Linked DNA regions of Rattus norvegicus: region 2 is linked to region 1. Evidence: chromatin contacts called from public Hi-C data. All regions are on one chromosome and are shown on one strand. The core of a region is the stretch at or near the end of the contact, and the rest is flanking DNA. Distances in the headings are between cores, read along the strand shown. Region 1 overlaps Kdm5a (lysine demethylase 5A). Region 2 overlaps Il17ra (interleukin 17 receptor A).

What was found. A called contact is a pair of places that touch in the nucleus more often than the background predicts.
Region 2: a Hi-C map of liver shows a contact between it and region 1, with 2.3 times the contacts expected there. The contact joins two enhancer-like sites. A contact is called at or near these places in 3 of 12 Hi-C or Micro-C datasets (Schwann cells and liver).

The regions. Positions count from the first base shown.
Region 1 is chr4:155,307,792-155,311,518 of GRCr8, forward strand. Kdm5a (lysine demethylase 5A) reads left to right here. Exons shown (of 28, transcript NM_001277177.1): 28 at 2,668-3,727. The coding sequence ends at 2,874. Among named protein-coding and RNA genes, the nearest start is that of Il17ra, 30 kb to the right of the region's middle. Within about 2 kb of position 2,005, at least 1 of the 93 cell types and tissues checked has an H3K27ac peak or open chromatin away from gene starts, as enhancers often do. A contact at or near this core is called in liver, where this site is marked.
Region 2 is chr4:155,348,545-155,352,271 of GRCr8, forward strand. It overlaps Il17ra (interleukin 17 receptor A), which reads left to right. Exons shown (of 13, transcript NM_001107883.2): 2 at 248-272; 3 at 1,115-1,261; 4 at 1,920-2,032; 5 at 2,480-2,606. Among named protein-coding and RNA genes, the nearest start is that of Il17ra, 11 kb to the left of the region's middle. Within about 2 kb of position 1,822, at least 7 of the 93 cell types and tissues checked have an H3K27ac peak or open chromatin away from gene starts, as enhancers often do. A contact at or near this core is called in liver, where this site is marked.

The DNA.
Region 1 (3,727 bases), core at 755-3,254:
TCTTTTAGTAGTTTTTTACAAGTTAATCTGTCACCTCATAGTTGTTGAGACACCTGCCCTCATGGCTTGCATTTTGTGAAATTTTATTATTTTTGTAATTATGTAAGCAAAGGGATTGGAGGCATGCAAGGAGGGAGGTGACTATTAGAGTGTAGTATTCAAGGGTTGGGGATTTAGCTCAGTGGTAGAGCACTTGCCTAGCAAGCGCAAGGCCCTGGGTTCGGTCCCCAGCTCCAAAAAAAAAAAAAAAAGAGTGTAGTATTCAGTTAGCAGATTCCATGCTTTTGAACTTCCAGGTTACCATATAGATCATTGCCTTTCAGAATTGTCTGTGGATTCAGTGGACATTCAAACTTTTAATTTGATTTGTGCTCCTTGGGGCTTTTCATACAGAAGTAGAATTCAGGTTATTAATTGGTGAGTGAAGGCTACCATTTCCTTGCTTGGATTATCTGGGTAGGTAAGTTGTTATATAAGCAGAGACTGAAGCGCAGTCTGTGCACAAGTGAATCCCCAACTCAAAAAGAATCTTATTTATTTTTAGGTAATAGATACCTCTGAATTGGTAATTTTTTATAACTGTGGACTAGCATATATGAAGACTTAATTAGCTTAATAGGGTTAGAGGTAGGAGTGAAGTTATCTATTGACTAGGGTGTCATTGTAAAACAGCATAGAATCTCAAATCCCACGAACTGCTGGTCATTTTTCTAATTCCCTTACAAGTTCCAAATACCCAAAACACTGATCTTCAGTTCACTTGAGGTCGTACTTTATACATTTTTACTTCCCTATGGCTCCTTTATGTTTACTTTATTCTGCAGCCTGTTACATCCTAGTTTTTCTCTGGTTACATCGGGATCTTTTCTTTATTTGTTTTGGGGGAGGGGGATGTTCTGTTTAGTTTTGTTTGAAACAGGGTTTCTCTGTATATCCCTGGCTGTCCTGGAACCCACTCTGTAGACCAGGCTGGCCTCAAATTTAGAGATCTCACTGTCTCTGCCTCCTGAGTGCTGGGATAAAAGGTGAGCACCGCCACTGCCTGGCTGTTATCAGTTTCATAACTATACTTTAAATGCTTTCTTCTGAGGCAAAACATCCAGTTAAAACCAAATAGAATTTAGTTTAGGTAGGAATAGTTAAGTTGCTCTGAATTTACAGGAAGCAATAGCATAGACAGCAGTAGTCTGAAATATGTAGAAATTATCTAGAATGTCTTACAGTCCACACTTAGTTCTTGGAGTATGTACTTTCCTTTGCTTAATAAACTTACAGCTTTGCCACAGTGATCCCAACACTCTGGAAGCTGAGACAGGAGGATCTCAAGTCTGAGCCTGGCAGAGTACTAGATGGAAGATTAAGTTGAGGCTAGCCTAGGCTACACAGTAAGACTATATGCTTGGGGGGAGGGAGGGACACACCTAAAGAATTTAATTACGGGGTAGAGGGGAAAGACAGATATTTAAGAACAATACAGATATTAAGAATGCTTAGAAGTGATAAAATATAATAAAAGCCAAATAGCAGGGTTTTTTAATACTTTTTCCATTCTCTATAAGCCCAAAACTTACTGACGTGACTGTTGTTTTACAAGCTATGGAAGCATTTTAAAACCACTCACTTTCCCCAAATAAAACATATTTACCTAGCCAAGGCTTCCTTTGTCCTTCTGGCTGTGTTAAGGGACTTTGATCCCTTCATAATTCTTTGCTCCATGGTCTGATAAAGCTTATGATTTTAAATGGCTTCCTGTATTACCACCACAGTAACCAGCCTTTGTATTGTGAAGGGGGATGCCCATATCTCTTGTTATCTTCATGATAGTTCTTGTCTAATATGACATTAAATATAAGATCATCTTCCAAACAGAAGAGCCTGAAGCTGCACTTTTCTACTTTACTATAGCGCCAAGGTTTTAAATCACCAAACTAAAGCCCTTTTGTGCCTCCTCTAGTTACTGTAGGGTCTGAAGGATCAGTGTTTGCCTGGCATCTGCCGCTGACACGTATCACTTTCTCAGACTAATTTTAAACCCCAGAGTTAATCTATTGACCTGTGTCTTTGACTGTTGTAATTGGTTAACTTGTAAGATTTGACCTCTGATATTTGCTAACTTTTTATAGGGAGTTGTATTTGTAACGGAAGAAGAGAAGAATAAAAAATAGTAGTTTTAAAAGTGGCCTATGTGACTGCTTTTCTAAAAAGGTATTTAATGCTCTTAGTACTTTGGCTTATCTCTTTGAAATAAAGCTAATCCACAGGATTGCCTCACATTGTTGTCCTCTTCCTTTCTTGATTGTTAATTGCATTATTTTAGAGCCTAGAAATTGTTAATATTAGCTAAAACTACTTGGCTGCTCTATTAGAAGTTTCTTTTTTGTTAAGTATTCCCCAATCATGTTTCTGCCTCACAAGGAACCCCGGGTATTCATGAGGTAATGGAGTACCTAAGAGGCCTAATTTTGTGGACACACTATGGTAAAATATAATTTGGGGGTATTAACTTCTCAGCTTCTTTCTTTGAAAAATAACCCCATAAGAAGTCATATCTATCTCTGGATATTCCAGTTGTTTGCTCTTCTTAATTCCAAGAAAGTTCTCTGGTTTGCTCTTAGTCTGGTCTTACTGTTGTAATACTAAACATTTCCCAATCTTTATCTCCTGCAGGTAGACTGGGTACAATGTGATGGTGGCTGTGATGAGTGGTTTCATCAAGTTTGTGTTGGTGTATCCCCAGAAATGGCTGAAAATGAAGATTACATCTGTATAAACTGTGCAAAGAAGCAGGGGCCAGATAGCCCAGGCCACGCACCACCTCCTCCCTTCATAATGAGCTACAAACTACCAATGGAGGATCTTAAAGAGACCAGTTAGCAGATGTTTGGTTAGCTTGCAACATGGGGGGAAGTGGACCACACTGAGACCTTACTCATCAAGCAGAGTGGTTCTCACCACTCAGAATGTTGTTTCCACAGATGAATGGACTTCAGAAGAAGTCCTCTTAGTGCTGGCTGCCTGTCTGCATGGACTGTGTGGGCTCCATTGCCTTATCTGTGCAGAGGATGGCTTCCCAGGTGCAGCAGCCAAGTATCTCAACTCCTGACTCCTTTGGGTGTGGTTTGCTGAGTTAAGGTCAGGTTCTAATGGAGCTCTCAGGAGGCTGTTCGGCACTAACACATTGATGTACTTAGTGGGGCATATGAGAAGTGGCTTTCAACCAGCTGGTGTTAGCTGTAGAAGGTTACAACTTAACGGTGGTGCCATGGGAAGGCCTGATTATTTGAATCTCCTTAGGGTAATTGGATAGGAGTCAGAGTACAACTCTGTCCGTAATTACTGACACACATGCCCTGCTGATCCAGTTAGGAGAAGCAGGCCAGAGTTATCCCTTCTAGAAGTCTTGGGGTGGCAGTGCAGTCTACGGACCTCAGCTGCTTGTGCTTATTTACCAATAAGAAAATTCTCCAGAAGAGCCCCTCACTTTCCTCAGGAAGGTTCAAAATCTGACTAGACTGGATTCTGGAAGGAAGGGAGGGGTTTTTTTGTTTTGTTTTATTTTGTTTGTTTTTTTTCTTACTTCAAGGCAAGTAGCCCATTGGTTTGAGAAGTCCGTCTGGGTCTGTGTTTTAGCGAAGAAAGGTAGGTGCACGGATCCAGGTTTCTGGAGGGAGTAGGGATGACAAGTGAGAACATTCTACTGAGCCTCAGTGATGCATGCTTATCTGGG
Region 2 (3,727 bases), core at 572-3,071, 41 kb after region 1:
AAGACGCCCCCCCCCCAAATAAAAGCCTCCAGTTCTGTTTGCTGTCTCTCCATTACTCACCTCCTTGACTGGACAAAGACGGGAAAAGTGTAGAAGACTTTTGGCTACTCAGCAGCAGAGCAGTTCCCAAAAGTGAGACGGGAGGAAGACAGGGGCTGTGTGAACTGCTCTCATGGGCCTGCCAGGCAGCTGGGCCACTGAGCCTGGTCTTTCTCATCTGTAATCAACACTTCCTTTCTTCCCACAGGGGCTGAACTGCAGAGTCGAGAATAGTAAGTCCTCTTTTGTTCCACTTATTACTGCTGTTGGTACAGTGGGGGCCTCCTGCTGACTTCCAGCCTCCTGTGTAGACGATCTGGGTGGGGTTTGTCACTGTCAGCTGGGCCATCTTCACCATAGGCATCAGTGCTCCACAATGAAAACTTTCTTTCATTATGCAAAATGCAGGCAGTACCCCACTGCCATCTGGGCTTTGGATGCTGCCCGGGGTGGTACCCTAGTGCACGTAACTATGCCTGTCCCATTCATCTTGTCACAGGATCAATGGTGCTGGCTTGGCTTTGGAGTGTTTGCTTGTTTACCGGTTTGTTTTTCGTCTGTGAGAAGTTTTTTTCTATGCTAGATATAGAACCCATGGCTTAGACTCAGTAGATAAATCACACTTCTGAGCCACAATCCCAGCCCCTGGTTTTTTGTTTTTTCTTTTATCCGGAGCTGGGGACCGAACCCAGGGCCTTGCGCTTGCTAGGCAAGCACTCTACCACTGAGCTAAATCCCCAACCCACCCTGGTTTTGTTTTAAGGATGAGGCATATACTTTAAGTGTCAGTGCTAATTAGGGGCCATGACAAATAAAAATAAGGAAGCTCTCACTGCTGCCCCTCCCTCCTGTGCCCCATTTCCAATGGCTGCCTCTTTTCAAAACCCTGCTCCCTAAACTTCTTGGAAGAGCTTTGTGAGCACCCCAGAGCAGTGTTAGAAAAGGGTGGTCTGGGCCGAGAGCCTGCCCAGGTCACCGCTGGAAGGCTACAAACAGCTGAGACCTGGAACATGTTGGAAGTCACTGCAGGTCTCCGGAGGGGCTTGGCTGCAGGTCTGATGGTTCTCCTCAATAGGTACTTGCCTGGATGACAGCTGGATTTACCCTCGAAACCTGACGCCGTCTTCCCCGAAAAACATCTATCTCCATCTGAACGTTTCGTCTACCCAGCACGGAGACCTAGTCCCTGTGTTGCACGTTGAGTGGACCTTGCAGACAGATGGTGAGTGGCCACATCAGCCAGTGCCTGGGTTTGCCCTTGGGAAGAGACCACCACAGCTCCTGTTTGGTACTGGGAGGCTCCATCATTTACACAGCAAGAACTTTTCTAGCATTAGATGTGTGCTTAGAGTGTCTTCTGTTCACACTGTCTTTATGAAAGGCCTTTCCTTGCATCAGCTTTTGATTACATGGGGAAAAAAAAGCAAGTGTTTAATTTTACTAATAATTCTAAATATTTGATAGAAAAAAAATGTTTTCCAGCTCCCTTTTCTCTTAGCTAAGGAGCCAGAACTTTTCCAAACACACTCCAAGCCACTTCAGGGGTGATTAACTGCAGAATTTCTGAACAGAGCCAGCCCCAGATCTGTGAAGGGGCAACAGTAACTGCTCTCTGTAGCTCCTTAGCTGGTATCCTGGCTACCCTCCGGCAGCCTCTGGGAGGATGAACATGATCCTACCTTAGCACTGTGTCCTGTTGCCAGGGCTCTGGCCACATGGCTGCTTTATGCTATAGACTGTCCCTTGTTCCACTAGGAGGTACTTTCTGCAATGCCTAAGGAGGGGAAGTGGGGGTTAGGCAAGAGGACAGATGGGGAAGAGCCACACCCTGGCAGGGGGTTGGTCTGCAACTGTGTTCCCCTTTCCTTCCTGGCCTGCAGCCAGCATCCTGTATCTCGAGGGTGCAGAGCTGTCCATCCTGAAGCTGAACACCAATGAGCAGCTGTGTGTCAAGTTCAAGTTTCTGTCCAAGCTGTCGAATCATCATAAGCGGGTAAGGAGACAGCTTCATTGGACTGTGTTCCCAAGTGACACCAGTACAGGCTTCTTTCCCAAAGGTACACTTAACGGAAAGGGTGCGGGTGCTGCTATGAGCCATAGTGAGGGACAGAGCCTGTCACTCCTACTTCTTATCATTCCTTCCACTTGCCCAAGGCACTCTACAAGGCCGGTTCACTCTCACGGGCCTCTGTGTGTGTGTGAGTGTGTGTGCGCGCACATGCATGCATGCATGCATGTGAATGGCATGGCCATGTACTGATAGAATTTTTAAACAGACATAAAGACAAAGATAGCATGCCTCTAATGTGAGGTTCTGTGGTTATCGTTTTATCCTTTTGTTTGTTTGCTTGTTGGCTGATTATGGGAAAGTGTGACCTTGGAACTTTGGACACAATGGATAAAGCATTGCATGACCCATCCCATCACCTCTCTTCCTCAGTGGCGGTTCTCCTTCAGTCACTTCGTGGTAGATCCTGGCCAGGAGTATGAGGTGACTGTTCACCACCTGCCCAAGCCCATCCCTGACGGGGACCCAAACCACAAGTCCAAGACCATCTTAGTGCCTGGTAAGTGCCTTCTAAGCATTCACTCGGTGCCGGGCTCTGGGTGAAGAAAGCAGCAGGAGGCTCAGACAGCAGAGGCTGCAGATCCAGAGCCTGGGTGCCTCCAGCTGAGGCCAAAGCCCGTATGTCCTGAAGGCAGTTTGTCCTCTGTTCTCTGGAGAGACCCCTGACTGTGTTGGCAACTAGAGTCCCTTCCTCTGTGCTGAAAAGTAGTTTCCATCCCAGAAAATGCCAGATCCCTGAAGGGTGGTGGCCTGTGCACTCAGCCTGGACAGGTTCCCTCAGTTTGCTCACTTCCCCTGCCTCCCTCCTGCCTTTGACTAGCACCCACCCTACACATCCTACTCTCCCCCACCAGTCCATGCTGTCTGTGATCGCCATCTCACTTAGGGACTATCAGCTCCGGTCCCTCTGTCTCTGCCTTTCCCAGAACCTTGACTATCACTGACGTCATTTCTCATTACACTCATTGTGGGCGGTCAGGAAAATTCGTTTTTTGTTTTATTGGTGGCTGTGGACCCTAGGCACACACACTGGGAAGTTAACCACATCCCAGCCCAAGAAATGCTTGTTAAAGATGGCAGGGACTCCTCACCTGAAGTGCACACTCGAATGAGTACACACACGCATGCTCACCTGCTTCCTTCCCACATATCCTTACGCTGACATGATACCAGATGCCATCAGTTTGCTTTTCTTTTCTTTTTTTTTTTTTTGGTTCTTTTTTTCGGAGCTGGGGACCGAACCCAGGGCCTTGCGCTTCCTAGGTAAGGGGTCTACCACTGAGCTAAATCCCCAGCCCCCATCAGTTTGCTTTTGCTGTTTTCTCTCTGTAAAAGTATCTTTTATTCGCCTGAAATAATTACCACTTCTGTCTGCTAACCTGGAAGCTTCTAGCCTCCGTACCTTCTAATCTAGGCCTAGGATGTTTTCTGCCTCTGAGACTTTCTACTTAAGAATCTCACACTGGGGATTTAGCTCAGTGGTAGAGCGCTTACCTAGGAAGCGCAAGGCCCTGGGTTCACTCCCCAGCTCCTAAAAAAAAAAAAGAACCAAAAAAAAAAAAATCTCACACTCGTGCTCTGTGCTCTCTGACCTCTGACTGGCGGTCAACTCAGCTGTTC